Linked DNA regions of Mus musculus: region 1 is linked to region 2. A link is a contact called in public promoter capture Hi-C data. All regions are on one chromosome and are shown on one strand. Each heading gives the region's core, a stretch centred on a gene start, on an enhancer-like site or on the middle of the called end of the contact. The rest is flanking DNA. Distances are from core to core; before and after follow the strand shown.

Region 1 (6,496 bases), core at 3,649-6,148, 580 kb after region 2:
ATCTCATGTTCCGCTGAACGACTTTCTGTTCCAAAAGCCACTAGATAGGCATCTACTTTAGAGCCATGTTAAAACCCACTGAACCCAACAATTTCCTGCCAGCTTGCTGCTATGGCTTTGAGTGCTAACCTGACAGCATCTCTCAGCACTGGTGAGCCCACCTCTCATCTATCCCATCTGAAAGGCAGGGGAGGAATGCACTAGGGTAGGGAGGTCTCCTAATCCTCTGGCCCCAGAGCCTCCACCATTCCTTTGGTGTTCCTGTGCACCAGTTTGAGAACCACTGGGCCTCAGCTCTTAGCCTAGTTCTTCAGCTATTACAAAGAGGGCAGAGAAGTGGTTAGCTGGGTTCAAGACCCCCTCAGTGGCTGTAGTGACGATATGGGAAGAGCCTGCCCAAGCACTGCAGGGAAGTGGCCCAGTAGGCCTTCCTGACTGCACTGGAGGAGGACAGGCCTTGCAAGGGGTATCTTCCTAACTGTGGACACCGGAGGTGCAGGAGACCAACTCTGTTAGATCTGGCTTCCAACCAATAGTTCGGTGGCTACCCTCTCCCTTAGGCGTGGGCAAGGAGCTCCTGGTGTTCTGGGAGGCCGGAGTGGATGGCCTTCCTCATGGAGCAAGTTCCCAACCAGTTCAAGTTAGGTTTCTAATTGTTTATGAGTGCCAGAGACCAAAACCTGTCCATGGGCGTCTAACAAGGCTGCCAAACTCTTCAGTCTTCTTGGTCTCCACTCAGAAGAGAAAGCCTACAGAAACAACCAGCCCTGACCCTCAGCTCAGCTGGCCCACAGGTTTGGCTGGCACGTATTAGCCCACAGAGGGAAGGCTTCTGGTTCTTTCTGAGAGGGTAAGAATCGCGGTTACAGGCGATGAGGCAGGTGGGTGGAGGGTTGCGCATCGTCCTCCCTTCATGTGAGTAGGAAGTCCACGAGTCTTGTTGAAGATGACCAGAAGGCTCGTGGTCCAGTGAGGGCAGATGGAAGGCAAGGACAGGAGGGGACGCCCAGGTGGAGGTGCAGATGCCCTCAGACAGCCATAGGATCCCATACACAAGGCCTGTTCTCCTCAGGGTCCTCCAGGCTGCTGGAGGATAAGCGCCGGCGCTGGGTATGGCGACAGTTGACAGTGTTATCCTCATGCTGCCAGGTACCTGGAGAAGGAACAACAGAGGTTCTGGGAGCCATTCCTTAGGCCAAGCATACATGGTGTCCCAGTACAGCAGCACAGGAGTCAACACAGAATCTAGCAGGATGTGTGTGACGTGAGACATCTGGCTGCATGAGCCACTCCTGAGAGGAAGAGTGAGGAGCAGGTGCTGGCAGGTGCCACGGCTGCCCCTCCCTAGCTAGGTAGTCGCTGCCTGTAACCCATGGACAGATGGGGAGACTGTAGGTGTTCTTCATTCGTGAACTTACCTAGCATCCAGCTTGCATGTTACATACTTGGTTCTGGCCTTGGGAGTGTTAGTTAGGAGGCTGAACTGGGCTGCTTCCTGCATGGAAGGTGGGTGTACAGAGAGCACACCCTGACCTATAGCCTGTGTCTGCAGGGGGGTAGGGGCGGGGGTGGGGCTGCAGCATAGCAGGGGCCAGGGAAGGGAAGCCTTGGGTGGGAGACGGTGTATGCCCACACCTTCACCTGTACCACTTCCTCGCCTGAGCACCTTTCAGTCCAAGATGCTGTTTATCACCCTGGCTTCTCCCAGCCTCTGGCTGCATCTGTGGCTCCAAGTGGAGACTCAACCCTGACGCTTCTGTTTCATGCTCTGATGCAACCTACCTACCTTGTTTTCTCTTCCTAGTCACACCCACACCTGCATCCACTCGGGCCTCAGATCAGTTCATAGGTTCCAACGGTCTGATCTTTGGCAGGTCACCTTCCTTAGGGGGCTTGGCCTTCTCGTATGCCCAGTGAGACAAGTGGGTAGCACTCACAGATTGGCTGTGAGGCCCGCATGGGGCCCTACGTAAGGGTGCCCAGCCACATACCTGACTAGAAATGACCTGTGAGCAGTTCCTGCCAGCTTGGTTTGGGGGAGCCTCATGTGTTTCCTAGGTCCCTCTAGCTGGCGAGTTAGCTCTGTTTTGTTCTCTCCAGGAGAGCGACTATGTTTTATACAATGGCAGGCCCTGCTCCTTTCCAGGCTCGGGATGTTCAGGGAAGGTACTTCATCTTGTTGGCTCTGCTCGGCAAGCTTCTGCAGGAACCATTTACAGGTTTGCACCCGGGAGCTCAGAAAGGTAGTGTGGCCCTAGGACGGAGATGGGGGCGTGGGGCTTTTCTATTAAGTGAGGCCAGCTAACTGTATATTGCAGTCCTGAGTCCAACTTACAAATGGCCAAAGTCAGCCTCAGATTCAGCGAGCCTAAGACACGAAGAAAGTCCTTAATAGCACATATGCTAGGAGGAAGCAGGTACTGATTGCTTATTTTGCATGAGTGGTCTGGTGTGAGGCTATATAGTAACAGGCCTCAGTACAGCCCTGGGAAAGGAAGGGTACAGGGTCTTGCCCACAGGCTCTCCACTCCTGAGCATGAGTCCAAGGAGTTTCTTCCCCTCTGCAGGTGGCACTCTGGGGCGTGGGAAAGAGGATCAGGGAAGAGACCCCAGGTCAAATGAGTGGTCTGTTCAGTTATATAATTTGGTAGATGTCATACCTATTCCTCAATGTTTATGGGGCAGGACTCCGGAGCTGCGGCTGTTCAGTAGGAGAGACCAAAAGCAAATGGTAAACAAGAGAGAAGACACACAAGCGCACACAAGTCAAACAGCAGCAGCCTCATCACTACCACCAGGGTCACTGCTGCCAGCATCCATGACTCAGGGCCTAACGCTGTCCCGACCAAACTCACACACGTCCTTAAGCAGCATCTCCCACCCAGGAACTCCGGTCAGGGCTCCAGGTTGCCTGCAGAACAGTCTAGGCTGCAGATGGGCCATGTGCAATGAAGGGACATGGCGAGGGAACGAGATGTCCTTTGCCCTGGGGAGGAGCCACAGGATCTATGGTGGCCCTCACATGCTTGCCTCTCCACAGCCCACTCACAAGGCAGCCTGGATCCCGAGGAGATGTCTGAGTGTGCCCTCCCATCTGCCTGGATCCAGGCTCTCTGGCAAGAAAATGGAGCTTGGAGACTAGAACCCCTTCCAGGGGAGGGACAGTGGTGCTTTGTATTTGGTTCCCTTTTGGGGAATCAGAAATGAGAGGAAGAGACCTCCAGAGGCCGCTTTAGGGACACTTGGCATACCTCTCTGCTGCCTCTACTCATGTGCGGATTAACTTACGGGCTAGAGTAGTTAAAATATGCTTATTCTGTAACTTAGATTTCCCCTCAGAGTGTGCACTGCAGACATCTCATTTTAAAAACAAGAGTCTGGGGTTTCACTTTGTAGCCGTCATTGGCCTGGAACTTGATATGTAGATCCAGGCTCCCCTCAAACTCAGAAAATCTGCCTGGCTCCACCTTCTGAGTGCTGGGATGAAAGGTATGCATGACCACATCTGTTTTTTTTTTTTAATGATTTATTTTTTATCTTATGTGCATTGGTGTTTTGCCTGCATGTATGGCATGCCTGTGTGAGGGTGTTGGATCCTCTGGAACTGGAGTTATAGACAGTTGTGAGGCACCACTTGGGCGCTAGGATTTGAACTCAGATCCTCTGGAAGAGCAGTCAGTACTCTTAACCACAGAGCCATCTCCCCAGCCCCACATGACTGCATCCTATATCATGAGGCTTGAAGACAGGAGTGGGTTTCACTTCAGGTCTCTATTTGTTTAGATTTTACTGCACAGGTCTACTCCTGTGTCACTCAATCATGTATGTAGTTTCACTGAAAGTCCCTTGTCTCTTCCTTACCCATCACATAGCCTACCCAGCACCTTGTGAGCATGCTCACTGCCCCACACACTCTCCTGCTAGCCACGGACTGCTCTTTGAAGCCACACAGACTGCAGGGTCATAGAGTTCCAGCTCTTATCACAGCGCCTGTCAAGTTAGGCTCTAGCATAAGGAACCAGAAAGATGGCCTCAGTCTTGGGCCTTTGAAGCCCTGGAAGCTTCTTGGGGACTGGGGGGGGGGGGGGGGGGGAGAGGAGTCGGAAGGCACAGACCCTCTCCAAGGCCCTCACACACGTAAGGATGGTGATGATGGCTTTCTTGGTAGAGGGTGACACACACAATCTAAGCACCCTGTGCCCTTCTCGGCCTTCCCCTGTCTGCTCTTCATGAAGGGGGTGGCACCTATTGAAGAGGCACAGACTGCAGGGGCAGGGTCTGTGGGAAGTGCTCCTCACAGGAGAAAAGAGCATTAAAGAACAGAGAGGCTCGAGCCAGCCCTCAGCTCTCACGGCCGGGTCAGATGAGCATGCCGTGGAGGAGTGTGAACTTAGTCCGGAGAGGCTACACACGACTCTCCTGGCTTTGACCCAGGAGATAAACAGACACCTCCGAGTACCTTGGCACCTTTGCTACTGGTGTGATTCTAACAGATGCAGCAGAGGGGACACGCTTCCTCTCCACAAGAGCCCTTGGACTTTTGCTACAGAGACTTAATTCGAATAGACTTAAGAGCTGTTTATACCCGAGTCTCTCTCCTGACCCTGCCACAGGTGACTGATTCCATGTTTGGCCAAACTGGGAGCTCCGTTTAATCTCAAACCTGCTGACCCTAGACATTCCCATACGGAAGGCGTGCTGCTCGCTGCCCGCTTACGCTGCTGTGTCCGTGCTGCCTCCTCCCTGTAAGTGAGGATGCACTGCGCTGACAAGCAGGGTGATGGGAAGGGGGCTTGGCGAGGAGGAAGCAGAAAGAACAAGCCTGGTCTCCATGGCGCCGTGGGCTCCAACAGTGGCAGCAGCTCCCTCTGCCAAAAGCGGGGCTCAGCCTAGAAGCCCTTGAGGAAAGGCTGGCCGGCAGAAAGCCACCACAGACCCAGGCAGGGCTAGGCACAGGCACCATCTTCACCCTCTGACCAACCGAGGCTGCCTATCCCGGTCTTTGCCACAGAAGCGTGTCTGTTTTTGTTGAACAGCTCCCACGGGTTTTCTCTTTAGAACTCAGTGTATTGCGCATCGGCCCTTGTCAGTTAGGAACTGGAAGCTTGTCTAGAGCCCTAGCGAGAGCCCCTCAAATGCGCACACCAGTGAGTAAGCTTGGTGCTGGTCGGGCTGAGCAGAGGCAGGAGGCCAGTGCTGGCACAGCGTGAACATGAACTTTCACACAAGTCAGAAAACAGAAATGAGTTTAAAAATGAGCAAACCAGACAGACAGACAGACAGACAGACCTACACTTGGCATAAAGACATGGAACATAAATGGACGGATGGAAGCAAGGCCAGGAGTGGGAAGGCAGGGGTGAGCGTGCCTGGTCTCCAGCAGCTCCAGCCCAGCCTTAACTGGGCAGGAGGTGGCCATATGGATCAACGCCCTCCACCATGCTTGGACAGGAAGGGAGAGCGCCTGGGGCCTGTGCGGGAGAAGCAGGTGACCTGATGCTGTCTCTCAGGTCTCACGGAAGCCCGGGACCTGGGCAGTATCTTCAGGACAAACTAAAGAGAGAAAGGCTGGAGAAAGTTTCTCCCGAGCAACTGGCTTCCCTTGCCGCAGGCTTGCATGGGGCCAGGGCCTGCTGGGACCATGGGTGGCACAGGCTGAAGGAGAGTGGCAGCCACAGAAGGCCCTGCGGCTTAACACTTCAGCTACTTCGCTGAGCGAGTAAAGCACTGGACCCCGGAGTGGCTGTTCTGAAGCTGAAGCAGGTCCTCAGTGGGGGACACTGCGGGGACGATCCAGGGAAGTGTAAGGGACATCTGTCCCAGGCAGGGTCTTGGCTGCTGCAGGATGGGCACACTGAAGTCAGTGCTCAACTGTGACTTATTTTATTTTGGGGTTTTCAAGACAATTTCTCTGTGTGGCTTCGGCTGTCACGGAACTTGGTCTGTAGACCAGGCTGGCCTCGAACTCAGAAATCCGCCTGCCTCTGCCTCCCCAGTGCTGGGATTAAAGGCGTGCGCCACCACACCAAGCTTGATTTTATTTTTTGAGAGACTAGGTAGGTCTTGTTACGTAGCTCCTGGCCTGCAGCTTGCAATGATGGGGCTGCCTCTGTTTGCCAAGTGTGGGGTTGTAGGCATGGGCTAGCATGCGTGGGCTTGAATGTACAATTAGCATGGCTGCTTTGCAGACTGTGTTTGAGGTCAGAGAAAGAAACAGGGCACGCTGAGAAGTTGGGGCCTTAGAGAACCAAGTCATCCCCGCCCTCTGCCTTCTCCGCTGGGATCCGAGTCTTGCACGTGTGATCACTGGAGACCTAAGGCTCGTCGGATCAGAAAGCCATTCACTGACCTACAGATGCTTTTAGATTTCCTTGTGATCCTCAAACGTACGTCCCTGGAAGAGCTACGGTTTCTATTCTAAAAGCTGAGGCTTCTTTTCCAAGGCCTCCACGGGGAGAGCGGGGGCGAGCGGAGGGGCGTCTCCCACCAAGTTCAT
Region 2 (6,400 bases), core at 981-3,480:
GTGTTTGTGAGTCAAGGGCTCAGTTGTATGGGCTAGACTTTTTTTTTTTTTAAAGATTTATTTATTTTATTTTATGTGTATGAGTAAACTGTAGCTGTATAGATGGTTGTGAGCCTTCATGTGGTTGTTGGGAGTTGAATTTTTTAGGACCTCTGCTTGCTCTGGTCAACTCTGCTCGCTCAGTCCCTGCTCCCTCGCTTGCTCACTCACTCTGGCCCAAAGATTTATTTATTGTTATATATATATAAGTACACTGCAGCTGTCTTCAGGTGCACCAGAAGAGGGCGTCAGGTCTCATTACAGACGGTTGTGAGCCACCATGTGGTTGCTGGGATTTGAACTCAGGACCTTCAGTAGAGCAGTCAGTGCTCTTACCCACTAAGCCATCTCACCAGCCCCTGTATGGGCTAGTCTTATGTCAACGTGACACAAGCTAGAGTCATCAGAAAGGGGGGAAGCTCAATTCAGAAAATAGCCCCACAAATAACTTTTTACAAAAACAATAAAAATAAAAAAATAAAAAATTGCCCCGTAAGATCTGGGTGTAGGCAAGCCTTAGGACATTTGGGTGAGGGCCTACTGTGGGTGGGGCCATCCCTGGGCTGGTGGTCCTGGGTTCTGTAAGAAAGGCTGAGCAAGCCCCGGGGAGCAAGCCAGTGAGTGGCCCCTCCCCATGGCTTCTGCATCAGCTCCTGCCACCAGGTTCCTGCTCAGTTTTTCTTGTCCTGACTGAGTTCTTATCTTGACTTCCTTGAGGATGAACCAAAGTGTGAGCTGAATAAAGCCTTCCCTCCCTCATGCTTCTTTGATCATGGTGTTTTATCACAGCAAGCGTAACCTTAACTAAGGCAGGATTCCCCAAGGGCTCCAGGTTTTGTGGAATGAAGTAGAAAGACCCCAGACCCAGGTAACTAACCAGTTCTGTGCAACAGACAGGGAAGCAGCATGGGAAGGGAGTGTTTGGGCTAAAGTTTCACACGGGCATGTATTTGCATATTGGCTGGGGGTTTTGTTTGTTTGTTTTGAGACAGGGTTTCTCTGTGTAGCCCTGGCTGGCCTGGAACTCACTCTGTAGACCAGGCTGGCCTCAAACTCAGAAATCCTCCTGCCTCTGCCTCCTAAGTGCTGGGATTAAAGGCGTGTGCCACCACTGCCTGGCTGCATTTTGGCTGTTATTAGCTGCAAAGAAATGTAAAAGCTCAGAGAGCTACTGAACAAAGTACTCCAGCATGTTTAAGACTGTAGTGAGTCCATGTGGCAATGAGCCCTGAAAGTGGCTATGTGGCTATCTCCATCATGTTATGAGCATCTATGGTTATGTGGAGAGATTTGGACTTCTCCATCTGTAGTGATAAACTACAGATGTTTGTGTTGAAGGTTTGTGCCAAGGTTCTATGAGTGTTCAAGGTAACAGCTGAACTGGTTTAAACAGAGTTAAATCAGTAAAATGGCTTCTTGTCTAGCCGAAAAGAGGGATTGTAATCGCATGATTAAATTCATTATTATAAGGAAGGGGCTCTTTTTTCCCAGGACCAGATATGACCCTTTCTGACTTCATAAACAGAAAAAAAAACTTTTTTTTTTTTTTTCTAAAAGCAACCCTTCCAGACTTAGATCTCTGGGAAAATGGAAGTAAATACTGACACAGGCTTATTTTGTTTTCCCAAGAGAGGGTTCCCAAGCGATTTCTCTAATTAGTCTAGAAAAAAAAAGTTGTTTTCAAGCTTGTTTTTCCTTTTAGATTTCAAATGAACTGAGGGTGAAATAACAGTATTGCTTTAGATTCTCCAGCTTTGGTTGGTCCATAATATTAGTACTGAGGGACTTTTAAAGATTAAGGAAGAATTGAAGAAAATACAGATAAGGCGATTTTTCAAGGGCCTCATTAAAAAATAATAAAGGGCAGAAGGTATCACCTGACCATGGCTCTAGAAAAATTTAGTGGGTAAACTAATGGGGAGGAAATTGTATGATTGCCTCTAGTCTGGTTCTATAGCGCTAAAAACGCGGGAGCTTCGTGCCGGAGATAGGACCCAGGCTTCCCCGGATCGCTTTAGAGTAACAATCACACAATTCCGCCAGGCTCCCGGAGGGGCGGTGGAGGTTACAGCTGAGCGCACCAAACAGCCAATAACAAATCAGAATCTTCCGCCTACCTCGAATTTCAACCAATCAGCGTCGGGATCTTTGGCTTGTTGGCCTGCGCGTCTGTTGCTGGGGGAAGGCGGCAAGCCTCCTCAGAGTTGCCCACAACGGACATGGCTGCGGCCCCTGGAGGCGGGGAGGTGAAGTGAGGAGGGGGCAGGGAGGGGTGAGGACGCGGGCGAGGAAGACCGTCCGAGGGGGCCCCGGTAAGTACGAGAAGGCCCGCGGCCCGAAGTGGGGAGCAAGGGGGCGTGGGGCTCGGCCTGCTGCGCCCTCTGAGTTCCTACCCGAGGCGAGGAGCGCCTGGGGTGTGCACCTAGCAAGTGGCACCAAAGGGGGTGTCTCTCTGTGCTGGAGGAGAGGGGCCGGCCGGCGCCTGCCTGCAACTCCGGGCCGGCTCCTTCCCTCACGTCCTCAAGGGTTTTTTGGTTTGTTTGTTTTCGTTTTCTCATGTCCCCTCTCTGTCCTGGCTTGCCCCTTGCCGGGGTCCCACGTCAGAAATAAAGGTTGTGTCCAACAAAGAACCCTTGGCCCAGGTCCGCCGTGGCTGGGCCCCGGGCCAGCGACTGCCAATCCTGATGCCACGAGTGTTTATTTGTAGGCCCCTGGGTGTCCCCGGCCCAAATAAAGGCGGTTTTCTGCCACAGCGCGCGCTGTGCTCGCCGCCCGGAGTGGACGGGATCTCTGCACCCGCCCGCCTGCTAGACACTGCGAGGGACTTCCAGTTCAGTGCAAGGCTGCGATGTTGCAGTTGGGGCGTGCTTCCCCGATTTTAGAGTCACATAAAGATGCTTCGGAAGCCAGCGTAGCACCACAGCCTTTGCAGTTCTGTAAAGCAGTTTCCCTGTTTTTTCCCTACCGCGAAACCCTACAGTTAAAAGCCTTGGGGGAAGGTTCAGTACCTAAAGCAACAACAAATAAGAGTGACGGAGGGAATAGAAAAGTTTGACGGTCACTTTCAGAGTCAGACCATTGTACAGTGTAGGCTCATCCTGGAGAACGAATTAGCAGTTCAGACAGAGTCCCCGGACACTCTGCAGTGGAATGTCACCGGCTGTATTCGCTGTCACTTCTCTCTTGGCAGAATTACAAGCAGGGGAACCTAGAGTCTGGCGAGCACTGCATTAACAAGCTACCTCTTTGATAATCAGTACCCCCAGGTAGTTTGAGAGGTAACTGCCCTTGAACGCCCGCCTCTGCACATTCCACTTGGTATAAGACCTCAATAGATGGTTAGAAGACAGGCAGGAGGCTGGCCAGGCCACAAGAGGGAAAGAAATCAGAAAACACTTGACATTTCTATTTTAAGTGGCTAGGAAGTGCCAGCTCCCAGGGAAGAGAGTCAACCTCAACCGTTTGGAAGGCTTACCTCCTGAAGAACGAATTAGCAATAAAGGTCACAGTCCTTGTGCTCCTCCCTGCTCCTTTCCCCTAAATTGGACTCCAGAATCAATTTCTATACAGCAGTCAGATGCTTACTGCCGACACGCTAGGTATTATTTAACCTGTCGTGGTCAGTGAGCTGGAAAGACCTTCGGGGCCTCTAAGGACACCCCTGATTTCCGAGTGAGAAGGCTCCTGGTCTCCCACTGCACCTTGCGGTAACCGGTAACCCCGTGTCGGTGGTTTTTATTCCGTTGCTATTGTGTCTGTGTTCTGTTCACTGCGCTGTCTTCCATGGCTGAAAAGATAAGTTTCTGTAATAGGGTTTGAAAGTCTAGTTTGCAGGCGGGCTTAAGTGAAGTAAAGGTTAGGCCGCTGCAGAATCGGAAAGTTTTCCTTCCAGAAGACTCAGCCATTGTGGTTTGGTGATCAGGGGTTTGTATAATCATCAGCTTGGCCTGCGGCTGCCGGCTTGGTAGTAAACAGTGCTGGTCACATGGTGTGGGAAGGAGGGAAAGGGCCAGATTTCAACCCAACCTTGACGCTCTCTCCTCCCTAACCCTGGTACATCTCACTATGGAGTTGTTTTTGGTTTTTGTTTTTTCAAGACAGGGTTTCTCTGTGTAGCCCTGGCTGTCCTGGAACTCACTTTGTAGACCAGGCTGGCCTCGAAGTCAGAGATCCTCCTGCCTCTGCCTCCCGAGTGCTGGGATTAAAGGCGTGCTCCATCACTGTCCGGCCACTGATAGAGTTTTAACATAATCGTGTGATCTCGGTTTTTATAATTTCGGGATCCACTGGAAGAAGACTCTTGTGCTAAGCAGCCTTCCTTTGCGGGAAGTTCTCAGAACCTACCGGGAAACGAGGAAAGACGTTATTGATGAGAGACACAGAGGCGTATAAACCTGCCCTGGGCTGCAGCAAACTCAAAAGACAGCAGCACCGCTTTGGGAATGTTAGGCAGAGCCAGAGTTTGCTGGGTTTTTCTTTTTAGTAGTGGTGAAATAATGCATTTCCTGAGACTTAGCACAAGATCTGTGGCAGTTAGTACATTTGTGTTATTGTAAGACCACCACTGCCACCCATTTCTAAAGATTTATTTATTATATGTAAGCACACTGTAGCTGTCTTCAGACACTCTAGAAAAGGGCATCAGATCCCATAACAGATGGTTGTGAGCCACCATGTGGTTGCTGGGATTTGAACTCAGGTCCTCTGGAAGAGCAGTCAGTGCTCTTAACCGCTGAGCCATCTCTCCAGCCCCACATTACATTTTCTGTCTCTGTTGTTTTTGAATGTTCTAGAAAACTCATATAAGAGAGATCATGTGATTGTTCCTTGTGACAGCTCAATTCCTTTAGCTTGTTTTGAAGGCCCTGACACCTCCCTACAGTTTGATATTTTTCTTATTGAAATGTTCACTGTAAACTGTGTGGTGGTGGTGGTGTATGCCTTTAATCCCAGTACTTGGGAGGCAGAAGCAGGCAGATCTCTGTGAGTTCAAGGCCAGCCTGGTCTTGAAAGCAAGTTTCCAGAATAGCTAGGGCTACACAGAGAGACCCTGTCTTGAAAATCCAATATATGTATATTTCACTGTATAAATTCATTGTACCTAACCTTGTGTCACATAAGGATGAGTTCAAATAAGTGTCTGTCATAGATTGAGCAACCCCCCCAGCCCCGCCCTTCCCCATCCCCCTCTCACACTTATGTCCTTTGTTCTCTAGAGCAGTGGTTCTCAGCCTTCCTCATGCTGTGGTGACCCAACCATAACATTATTTTGTTGCTACTTCATGACTGCAATGTAAACATCTGATATGGGGATCGAGACACACAAGTTGAGAGCCACTGCCCTGGATACTTTTGCTTCTCTTTTCATATCTCGCGTGCGTGCGTGCGTGTGTGCGTGTATGCATGTATGTGTGATTTTTATATCTATGTAAAATTTAGGAGCTAAGAATGAGAGAAAAATACAGTATTTGAGACTGGCTTAATTCACGTAATGATTCTCTCTAGTTATAGCCATTTTCCTGCAAACGATATAACTTTGTTCTTAAGGGCTGAAAAAACAAATGCCCTTGTGTCCATGTAGCCCAATCTCCCCCCTTTTCCTGCTCTTGGTCACTGGTCCTCAACTCAGCTGTTTTTGAACAGTATTGGTCAACATGGGCGTACAAATGTCTGTGACATTGCCTTGGAGTCTTTCCGGATAAAATACCATCTAGCTGGCTCACGTGCTAGATGTGTTTTAAGGTTTTTGTTTGGTTGGTTTTTTTCAAGACAGGATCTCTTGTGCACAGACCTGGGCTGTCCTGATGAAACTTACTCTGCAGACCCAGTTGGCCTCAGACTCAGAGACTTGCCAGCTTTTGCCTCCTGAGTGCTGGGATCAAAGGCACTGCTGCCACCCCTGGCCTTGGCAGGCTTCTGTACTGGATTTCCTTAGTGGCTGAGTGGTTTTCATCCCCCAGCAGTGGATGCTGGCTCCCTCTTGTCTTTGCCAGCATCCCCTGTCACTTATTTTTTTAACAACTGCCACTCTGATTCAGGTTTGCATTTCTCTGACTGTCGTAGAAGCTGGATCGTTTCCGTAGGCTTATTGGCTATCTGTGTTTCATCTTTTTTTTTTTTTTGGTTTTTCGGGACAGGATTTCTCTGTATAGCCCTGGCTGTCATGGAACTCACTCTGTAGACCAGACTGGCCTCGAACTCAGAAGTCCGCCTGCCTCTGCCTCCCGAGTGCTGGGATTAAAAGCGTGTGCCACCACGCCCGGCTCTGTATTTCATCTTTTGTGAGAACTAGCTGTCTGTTTTGTAAGCCTTTCATTGACTCAGTTGTTTGATTTCCCATTGGCTAGCTTTCGGAGTTCTT

The links. Promoter capture Hi-C pulls out the DNA fragments that hold promoters and counts their contacts.
Region 1: a promoter capture Hi-C map of hippocampal neurons shows a contact between it and region 2, with 2.2 times the contacts expected there. The contact joins the enhancer-like site here to the promoter of Tmem94 in region 2. A contact is called at or near these places in 3 of 39 promoter capture datasets (hippocampal neurons, liver and pre-B cells).

What each region holds. Positions count from the first base shown.
Region 1 is chr11:116,337,678-116,344,173 of GRCm38.p6, forward strand. Rnf157 (ring finger protein 157) reads right to left here. Exons shown (of 19, transcript NM_027258.1): 19 at 1-1,153. The coding sequence ends at 1,029. Among named protein-coding and RNA genes, the nearest start is that of Foxj1, 5.6 kb to the left of the region's middle. Within about 2 kb of position 4,899, at least 14 of the 459 cell types and tissues checked have an H3K27ac peak or open chromatin away from gene starts, as enhancers often do. A contact at or near this core is called in hippocampal neurons, where this site is marked.
Region 2 is chr11:115,763,203-115,769,602 of GRCm38.p6, forward strand. Tmem94 (transmembrane protein 94) reads left to right here and starts at 2,231. Exons shown (of 32, transcript NM_028014.3): 1 at 2,231-2,351.